2 separate regions of the Mus musculus genome follow, and region 2 is linked to region 1. Evidence: chromatin contacts called from public Hi-C data. All regions are on one chromosome and are shown on one strand. The core of a region is the stretch at or near the end of the contact, and the rest is flanking DNA. Distances in the headings are between cores, read along the strand shown. Region 1 has its middle 36 kb from the start of Pde2a. Region 2 overlaps Gm35363 (a long non-coding RNA gene).

Region 1 (5,030 bases), core at 1,568-4,067:
GAAAGGAATAGTGCTAATCAGAGCCAAGTTTGGTCCAGGATCATGTTGCAGTGAGTCTAGTAAGGAGTTGGGGCAGGCTGCTGTCCCCTACTCCCTGGGGCAGGCTGATGCTGCAATAAACTGTGCCATCCACTGGGGATGGGGAGTAACTGCCAGGCCATGGACTTCACAAGGGACTGGGACACTCTGCCTGGGGGCAGGGATATAGAGTGGGGGTCTAGCCTGGGTCTTGTTAACAAGCACCCATGGGACAGAGGAAAGATGAATTGGTAGCTCAGAGAGTCATCTCACAGTGCCCGTCCCCCTGTGGCCAGGAAGCTTCCTCCTGTAGGTCTGATGCCCAGAATGATGCCACTGTGAAAGGATGGCATGTACCCTTGGTGCCAGGGACAGGTCTCTGAGCAGGGACCTCATCACACCACCAGGGGCAAAGCCTTTGCTTTGACAAGGACATGGAAAGCCACCACGGTCTCTAGAACAGCTTTAGGGTGGGGCAACTTCTTCATCATTTCAGGAAGATGGCTCTGTCAGTCCAGATGAGGAGACGTGGCTCAGCTTCCTCTGAGGGGCAGGGCTGGTGACCTTAGGAGTGGGTAGTAATCTCCAGTTACCAGTGGGGGGATGAAGCACTGGGACAGATATCAAGTCAGAGGAAAGCCGAAGGCTACTACTGTGTCCTTCAACCCAGAATCCAGTGGCCCTGCTTCCTACCCAGTGCAAGGGGTACAGCTAAGCAGATGTGGCTCAGAGGAAGACTGAGGCAGATGAGGGAGGCCAACCTGGAGTACAGCTGGATCCTTGGGTGCCTCTACTAGACGCTGATATCAGGGAGTATAAGAGGTCAGGGCCAGAAGGTCCGACTCCTCATTACACTGGTGGGCAAACAGGCCAGGGGCATATCCAGGACCAAAGGATATAAAGAGTAGATAGAGCTGGACCACAGATCAGAGACTCCTGGTCATTGTGTCCCAAGTTATTTTCTCCTCTTCATACTCTCTGCCTCTCCTCTGGTAAGGACGGAGGCTCAGCAAAGGAGGCTGTGGATAGAGCTTTAGCACTTGGACCCCCTCCCCACAACAAGAATGCAGCATTTTACTAGGGTGGGTCAGAGCAGAGGCGATCCCTGAGTTCCTCTTCTAAGAAAGGTTTTGCTGTCCTCATCTCCCTCCAACCTGGCACACCAGGACCCCCCTTTCCCGGAGTCCCCCAGCCTCCCACTCAGTCCTGCTTTACCTCTTCTGTGCAACTCCCCACACCTGAGGAGGGAGGGAGGGGGCGTGACTCAGTGGGATAAAGGCAGCTGTTATATTTGAGTGATTACATAAGCCAGGAGGAAGGCAGCTGCAACGTGACTGCACAGAGGCCAGGAGACAAGTCAAGTCTGGGTTGCAAGGCGGGGGTCTCCTCCTGGACTCTGCACACTCTAATCTAGGGCAGAGACAAGTCTTTACAGGACCAGAAAGCAACCATTGTGCACAGGTTGCAAAGTCCTCCCTATGTCTAGGCACTTAAGGAAGGGTCTACCCCACCCCACCCCACCCCACCCCCCAAAACTAGCTCTCAGGTTTCTAGACAACCTAAGGCCAGATTCTGATGAAGCTGTAGAACCTGCCAGGGACTCCTCTTCAGCAAGGAAGACACAAATGAGAAAAGGGTACCTGCCAGGACGGGTTGTCCCAAGCCTATCTGTCCTTGGTAGGCCACTCTCTGGCCACCCTGGGTCTCCCAAGGGTGAAGTGAGAGAACACACGAAGCCTTGGCACAGCAGGTATTCCATATCCTCACTGGCAAGGCAAAGGGCTAGTTGGGGGTTTCACAGGGAGTCCAAACTCACATTGAGCTGACTTCTCTGCCCTGAGTAAACTGACATGGGTGGCCAACTATGAAGTCTGTGGGGCCCTAGGCAAGCCCCTGAGCTCTGTTGGTGTTTGCAGTATCTTTCCTGCAGTGTCCAGGGAGCATCAGAGCCTTCGTTCGAGTCCTGCAGCCCACAGTGCAGTGAGTCAAGGAGGGGTAGGACTAGAACAGGTTGCAGGCAGATGCGGTGACCAGCACTGGGCACCAGCACAAGGCCCACAGCCATCAGGCCCATGGGGTTCCTCCTACGCACCCCCCCAAACCCCGGAGGAGGAAGGCTGTGCCCACCCAGACTGTGTTGCCATGACGCTCACTGGTCTCCATGGTTCCAGGCACACAGCCCTCCCCTCATCAAGAGGAGGGCTGAAGGTGACAGGAGCTGAGGAGATGTGGGTTCCTGGCACCCCCTCCTAGTCTATCTCTCTGCCTGGATCCTTGGGGTTCCTCGACTTGAACCTCCGGGAGACAAAGCAGAGAAGAATGACAGTTTCCACTTCAGAGTCAAAAGAGTGACAAAGAGGGGACTTATGCATAGAAGACAGTCAAGATTGCAGGGGAGTGGCAGAGGGGGGAGGGAGGGCGGAATGGCAAGAGGGAGGGCACACTCAAGTCACCAGGCAGAGTGCCTCCCAGCTGATAAGGAGTGGGAGGTACAGTCCTCAGGCCCAGCTCTTTGGTCTGTGGGTGGGGGTGGGCGGACAGAACAGAGGAGGAGGAGGTGGGGGAGGGGCAGCAGCAGGAGGGAGAACAATTTTCCTAGAGAGCTCTTTGTGTGTGGATGTCCCTCCTCCACGTGCTCTGTGTGTGTGTGTGTGTGTGTGTGTGTGTGATGCACTTGAGTTATGGCAGTGCAAGCTGAGGTGTGCAGGCACGTGTGTGCAGAGCATGAGTGTGTGCCTGTGGCCTGTGTCACTGTGTCTCCAGGGTGATAAATACAGCAGTAGGAGCTGTAACCAGGGCAGAGGAAGTGTGGAAATTTCCACAGGCTGAAAGTAGCATAGAGGAGGGCACATGCCAGGGCCAGTGAGCTCTTCAAGGAGCCATCCCCCTGGTTGGTTAGCTGGGTACAAATCCTCCCCATGTTTTCATAGAACATGGACACTGGGAACAAGAATCCAAAGGCATTCCCTGACAGGAGAGGCAGGGAGATTCTGACCAGCTCTGTGTGGGTGTGGGTGCGCACGTGCATGCATGTGTGTCAGTGAGACAGAAACAGTCACACAGTCTGAGAGTAGGATCTGGGTCATTCAGGTCACTAAGTACTTAAGTAGTAGAAAAGATGCTGTTTTCTGGTAGGGACAAGATCCTAAAGGGCCCATTAGACAGGGATGTAGTCGTGTCTCCTAGGTAGCCAGTAGAGCTAAGACCTGACAGCTAGGGTGTGGAGGGGAGGCCTTAGGGTGTCTGGTGCTGAGGGTGTGAGGCCCTGGGGTTGCATGGGTGTTAAGATCCAGCTACAACAGGTCCTTACTTCAGGCCATCTACATTTGTCTGTCTCTCTTCAGCATCCCCTACCCTCCAGGCTTCAGGACATGAGCCCTTCATGAATCCCTCTGAGCAGCATCCTCTCTCCTCAAGGGTTTCCTCCTCCCCCACACCACTTACTCATCTGCCCCACGTGTGCGGCAAAAGCTCTGCACACAGCAGGTATTCAACAAGTGCTTGGTGAGTGAGGGCTGAACACAGGAAGTAGTCACTAAGTGCTGGCTGAACCTCTCAAGCTCTTCTCCTGTATGTCACAAAGATGTCACTGCGGATATATCTAGGAAGACTAGCAAGGGGCACGGCTGGCACTTCACACTTACCTGCGCCTGCTCATTCAGTGTTCCCAGGAGGCTATCGGGATGCAGCTTAGCTCCAAAGGACAGAGAGCACACAGACGATCAGAGATCTAAGTAACTGTCAAAGCCACGTGGACTATAAAGGATATCTGCCTACCCATCTATGCTTTCCAAAACAGAACTGTGGGCAGGCAGCAATAAGAGCCAGGGGGTAGGAAAGAGGTTCCATGCCCCCTCCAGCCCCAGGGTTAGTACGGAGGTAGCAGGGTCCAGCTTTACCCCCACCTGTCTCACTACAGCCTGTGTACCCAGAGCTCCCTGGAGCCAAGGGTTCCTGGGTCCTCACTGCTGGATATCATGCAGAGTGGGAGGGTTGAAATGAAGGAGCCAGAAGAGAGAAAGGCAGATACCCCAGCCCTCTTCTGCCCCATATCCTACCCTGCCCACTTTTCCCCAACACTCCACCAGCAATGCTCGGTGCCCAGGCTGTGCCCTACTACAGCCTTTTCTCTCAGAGTTCCCTCCCTATTCTCCTCCCCAACATCCAATCCCACCCCCAACCACACTCCTCCAGGAAGTCCTTCCTCCTTCAGGCTCCCACCCCTAACTCTGGGCTCCTCCCATCCCAAGCAACCTAAAGTACCAAGTGCATCCCTCCCTTCTGGCACTGGCTCCAGTATTAGGAATCCTTGAGACAACAGAACCTTCTGCTCTGCCCCCCCCCCCCAACACTGTAGTCACAGGTATTTTTCACGAAGGTTGAGTCTCAATCCTGCAGGGATGTGACCTCACGCCAAGGGAAAGCACTCTACAGTGTCACATAGTGCTGGCTACGGGGAGCGCTCACAAAAGGGGAGAACAGGCTAAGAGCAGGAGGAAAGCTGAGGAGACTCTAATGTCAGGCAGGGAAAGCTGAGAGCAGAGGCTCAGGCTTAGGTTTGCATTCTGTAGGCATTGGGCGAAGGGCTCCTCTCATGTCCTAGAGCCCAGGAGATCAAAGCAAAGCACCTCTACTGTGCTGTCTTACAACACATCACTAGTTGCTGGCCAGAGGCAGGGCTGAGTGGTCCAGCTGGCAGAAGAACAAAGCCAGATCCAGGAATATCACTGGGAGGGGAAGGAGAGGAGGGAGGGAGGAAGTGTTGCAGGTGTAGGGAGGGTTAGGAGGTGTTACACAGACCCTGCTCAAAATTTGCAACTATGAGTGGTCCATGACTGCCCCCTAGTGGCCAAATGCAGCTCCCCTCTGGCTAATCCCTAAACCAGAGTAATGACAGTGCCAGACCAGCAGAGGGCACCTCTAGTTGTACCCTCTTCCTTGGTCTCTGGGGTTGGTGGACAGTAGATCAAGTTCAGGGAGGAAGCAGCTCTTGGGCACATAAGCCCTCTAGC
Region 2 (5,030 bases), core at 1,058-3,557, 110 kb before region 1:
AGGCATATCTTACACGGGAGCAAGCCAGCATCCTTGAGGCTCTTTAGAGTACTGAGCAGACATGCAACCATTTCAGCTGAGCCTGCCTGTCAGGTGATCACTCTCTAAGGACTGAACAAGTGGGTCAACCTCCCTCATTCATTATCTACAAATGTATTCATCTATTCATTCATGTGGACTCACCCAAGCCATCCACTCATTAGCCTCTTTATCCATTCACTGAGTCTTTCTGGTGCTCATTCATTCAGAGTGCACTGATTCACTCACCCGTGAGCTTACTACTTCAATCACTTTGCTGATTTCTCCTTCAAGTGTTATTCATCTGCCTGCCCACCCACTTCCTTCTTCCCTCACTTGGTAAGCATGTATAGGCCTTCTGCAGGCCAGGAATCAGGGATTCTCACTCTCTGAAAAAGCTAAGGCCTCAAACAAGAGCAATTAAGGAACTTGGAAAGGTACCTATTTTTTTGTTGTTGTTGCTTTGGACCTCAGGTGCAGAGGATGGAGCTAATCATATGCTTAGTACACAACATTAGCACGTGGATGATCATCACATGGTCCTATTCTTTTTTTTTTTTTAACATTCATTTATCCATGTTGATCTGTTTGCGGTAGGTGGCGGGCATGTGCTGCGCCACATCTATGGAGGTCAGAGGACAGCTTTCAAAGTGGTTCTCTCCTTCTACCAAGTGGGACCTGGGACTCAAACTCAGGTTATAAGCCAGGGCAGCAAGTATATTTACCTGCTAAACTGCCTGTCATTCTCAAAGCCCTGCTTTTGTTTCCTCCTCCTCCTCCTCCTCCTCCTCCTCCTCCTCCTCCTCCTCTTCCTCTTCCTCTTCCTCTTCCTCTTCTTCTTCTCCTCCTCCTTCAATTTTTGTCTTACTTATATGAGTACACTGTAGCTGTCTTCAGACAAACCAGAAGAGGGCATCAGATCCCATTACAGATTGTGAATCACCATGTGGTTGCTGGGAATTGAACTTAGGACCTCTGGGAGAACAGTCAGTGCTCTTAACCGTTGAGCTATCTCTCCAGCTCTAGGTATTTTCTTTTAATCCCATTCTTCCATACTGTTCTTCCCTCTCCTTCAAGAGCAATCATAGGTCTAATGTATAGCTTTGGTTCATAAGAATTTTTATTAAATGCATTCTGCAATTGTGAATGCTTGGGTTTAAATTTCTGTAATTGAACCATAGAATAAATCTTAATCTCTCTTCTTCTCTCCTCCCCTCCCCCTCCTCCCCTCCTCCCCTCCTCCTCTTCCTCCTCCTCCTCCTCTCTTCCTCCTCCTCCCCTCCTCCTCCTCCTCCCCTCCTCCTCCTCCTCTCTTCCTCCTCCTCCCCTCCTCCTCCTTCTCCTCCTCCTCCTCTTCTTCCTCTCTTTCTCTCTCTCTCTCTCTCTCTGGACTCATGGTGCTAGGTACATGTATATATTATCCTTACCTACTAAATATCACTGGACAGTGCCTTCCCACCAATGCACTCACTATACACCCAGTCAGTATCAGCATCCTTGGTCCAACAGTTAAGAATTAAGTGAACACCCAGAAGTGGCCCTGAAAGTTATAGGGCACACATATACCACTATGCACATGCATGTGTCTCATTTGAATAACAGCTGCCAGGTTGGTGTCTATACAAACATTAGCCCACACTCCTGTGGGCAGTCTCAAATTCTACCTTCCTACTTCCCACCTGCAGGTGACGTCATCATTTGACTGTCTGGTTCCTGCCAGTCTACCAGGTATAAAATGGTTTGTTGTTGCCCTTTCTGTTTCTCTGGTAACCAAGGAGCTGGAGAAGATTTTCTAAATGCTTTTGAGCTGCTTTTTCCATAAATATCTTGTTCCAGGGATTTCTTCTTTTTATTTTTTTTTTCTATTGAGGTTGATGCTTTCTTGCAAGAATTTCTTATGTATCCTAGATATTAGCAACTTGTCAATCTTAAACATTGCAAACAATTTTCCCCAATCCACCAGCTCTTTGTCTGGGACACATGTCACAGATAAGACATCTGAAAGCTACAGTTCCTGTGTAATTGGATTTCCTATGGTTTTGCTTATGGCTTGTCCTCTATGCACACAGAATCACTCTGCATTTTCTTCTGTTTACTTTTTACTAGCTTTTTTTTTTTTTTTCGGATTGATTCTCACACACTCCGGGCTAGACAGGAGCTCACTCTGTAGCCAAGGCTGGCCTTGAATGCCTAGTGTTCCTGTTTCCATTTCCCGAGTGCTGGGATCACAGATGGGCACCGCCTAGCCTGGCTGCCTCCTCTCCAGGTCCATTTTCACCTTTTACCTTTAGCCTAATCCACGCATCCTCCTCCTGTGCGTGTGACGTACATTGGGATCCAGCGTTCTCTTCCTCTGCATCACAGGGGAGTTTCCAGACACCCACACTTTCTCCTAGATGCAGCTTCCACCTTTGTTGGGTAACAACGTGGTGTTCCTAAGTGTCACATGTTCTCCTCTGAGCGCCCTATTCCTCTTCTGTTGGCCCAGAAGCTTTTCTTACATCAATACCATTTTATTTTATTTTTTTTATATATTTTAATTTGTTTTGGTTTTTTGAGACAGGGTTTCTCTGTGTAGCTGTGGCTGTCCTGGAACTCACTTTGTAGACCAGGCTGACCTCGAACTCAGAAATCCACCTGCCTCTGCCTCCCAAGTGCTGGGATTAAAGGCATGCGCCACCAAGCCCAGTTTACATCAGTACCATTTAAGATGACTGCACTCTTTACTTTTGTCTTTCAATTCTGGACTTCACTTTTTTGTTTTTCATCATTTTATGAATATTCATGAATTGTACATAGTAGATTGCATTATGACATTTGCATACACGTATGTGATGTATATCAATCATATTCCGCACTCATTGCTCTCTCTCTCTCTCTCTCTCTCTCTCTCTCTCTCTCTCTCTCTCTCCTCTCTCTCTTAAATAACCAGTGAATTTCAATAGGATTGCCCAGAGGAGCCGGAGGAGGAGCTCTTCACAGGCACATGGGCACCTTACCAGTGGCTGGCTACCCCATGCAGAAAATGTCTCTTCTTTGAGCAACCAGGAACTTCTTATAAATCCTCAGGACAGGGTAGGGCCTGGAAAGCCCCTGCCTTTGTAATGTTACTGGATTCAATCTAGTGCAGGTAACAACAGCGGCTACCGATTCAACAGTGCAATGGCCGAGTTATGCAGAAGTCCACATTCCCCGTCCCCTTGCTGCTTCCTCTGACTGGAATACACTTTCTGCTCCCTCTCCTGCCACGTTCTTTGGGCATCAGAGATGATATAGATGTCCCATTTACTGCTGAGCATCCAACCATCATTTATTCTCGCTGCTTCCACCAGTTATGAGCTTCTGCATTTATGGCTGCCCACTGCAAAACAAAGCTTCTCTGACCAAAGCCGACAGCAGCACTCACCCATGGGCATAAACACTTATCCAGAAGGCAATTTGATGGGCACATCGTGTCCATTTAACAAAACAACAGTGGCTGCTTCCCCACTCGGGCCTATGACCCTCTAAACATATTGGCTATTTCTTTTACAGTGCAGAGCATAAAACCCAGGTTCTATGTGTGGTAGACAAGTACTCTATGGCTAAGTTTCTTCTCCAGTGTGTGTGTGTGTGTGTGTGTGTGTGTGTGTGTGTGTGTGTGTGTATCCTAGTCATCTTCTTTAGCATCTCCAGGCACCCACCCACCCCCACACACACAGAGAGAGAGAGAGAGAGAGAGAACACTTTGAATTGGATCTCACTGTGTTGTCCCTGTCCCAGCTAGCCTTGAACTCATGACCCTTGTGCCTCGGTCCCCCAAGTGCTGAAATTACAAGTGTAATTTCACTCTGCCTTGCTGGGCTCTCAAAACACTAATGTTGTTGCTATGGAAGTGCTATCGATGCTTGCATTTCAGAAACACCAGTGAGCTCTTTTAGATCTACCTCTCATCTATCGACCTGTTTGCTTTCTACTTAAAGAGTAGCATCACCTTTGAAGAACAAGTTTCCCTTCATAGTCCAGATGTGCACATCTTATGTCTTCTCATTACAGCATTAGCCAGGCTTTCTGAGTTACGCAGTATTGCTCACTGTTCTAGTTTGCATTTCTGTGACTGTGATTAACACCATGACCAAAATCAGCTTGGAGGAAGAAAGTGTTTATTTGGCTTATGGGCTACAGTCCGTTATTAAGAGAAGCTGAGGTGGTTTGAATGAGAATGGCCCCTACACGGTCAGAGGTCTGAATGCTTGGCTACCAGTTGGTGGACTTATTTGGGAAGGATTAGGAGGTGTGCCCTTCTCGGAGGGGGTTTATGACTGAGTGTGGGCTTTGAGGTTTCAATAGTCCACACCATTGTCAGTGTCTCACCCCCCATCTGCTTGTGGTCCAGATGTAAGCTCCCAGCTATTGCTCCAGGACCATGGCTGCCTGCTGCCGTGCTCCTTACCATGAAGGGCTCACTCTCTCCCTAACTGTGAGCTCCCATTAAACACTTCCTTCTCTAAGTTATCTCAGTCATGGTCTCTTAGCACAGCAATAGAAAAGGAACTAAGATAGGAGCCAGGGCAGGCCCTCAAGACAGGAGCTTGAAGCAGAAGCCATGGACGAATCCTGTTTCCTGGCTTGCTTCCTCCAGTGACCAGTCAGCTTTCTTATATACCCAGGACCACCAACTTGAGGGTGGCACCACCCACAGCGGACTGGCCTTTCCACATCAATCATTAATGAGGGCAAACATGATCACAGGAGAGAACGATGGGAGCAAACCCTCAATCTGGGTTCTCTCCCCCAGATGTTTGTCAAGTCGACAATCAAGACCATCAACCAAGTGATGGCAGGCATCTCTGTCTTATATTTTTTTCATAAACAGAATGTGTTGGCTCTGAAAATGACTCAAATGTTTGCTGAAGATTTTTTTGAAATATTTTTCCAAGTTGGTTTCCCATCTCATCCCACGATGTTGAAGCCATTTCAATCACAAATAGACACCATCTAGATCAAACGCTTCTTTCTGTTCTGATTGAAGT

What was found. A called contact is a pair of places that touch in the nucleus more often than the background predicts.
Region 2: a contact with region 1 is called in a Hi-C map of cortical neurons, with 2.1 times the contacts expected there. The contact joins two enhancer-like sites. A contact is called at or near these places in 26 of 39 promoter capture datasets (the 3T3-L1 cell line, the C10 cell line, the HPC-7 cell line and 14 more), 3 of 15 datasets of contacts at CTCF or cohesin (CD8 T cells, hippocampal excitatory neurons and pro-B cells), 34 of 484 Hi-C or Micro-C datasets (B cells, the CH12 cell line, ECoMG myeloid progenitors and 22 more), 12 of 115 datasets of contacts at active chromatin or transcription factors (the 230-238 cell line, PVALB interneurons, the SCID.adh cell line and 9 more) and 4 of 9 other capture datasets (adipose tissue, embryonic stem cells, liver and 1 more).

What each region holds. Positions count from the first base shown.
Region 1 is chr7:101,412,843-101,417,872 of GRCm38.p6, reverse strand. No RefSeq gene overlaps it. Among named protein-coding and RNA genes, the nearest start is that of Pde2a, 36 kb to the left of the region's middle. Within about 2 kb of position 2,817, at least 52 of the 459 cell types and tissues checked have an H3K27ac peak or open chromatin away from gene starts, as enhancers often do. A contact at or near this core is called in cortical neurons, where this site is marked.
Region 2 is chr7:101,518,563-101,523,592 of GRCm38.p6, reverse strand. Gm35363 (a long non-coding RNA gene) reads left to right here. Exons shown (of 5, transcript XR_869841.3): 5 at 1,704-5,030. Among named protein-coding and RNA genes, the nearest start is that of Gm35363, 17 kb to the left of the region's middle. Within about 2 kb of position 2,307, at least 4 of the 459 cell types and tissues checked have an H3K27ac peak or open chromatin away from gene starts, as enhancers often do. A contact at or near this core is called in cortical neurons, where this site is marked.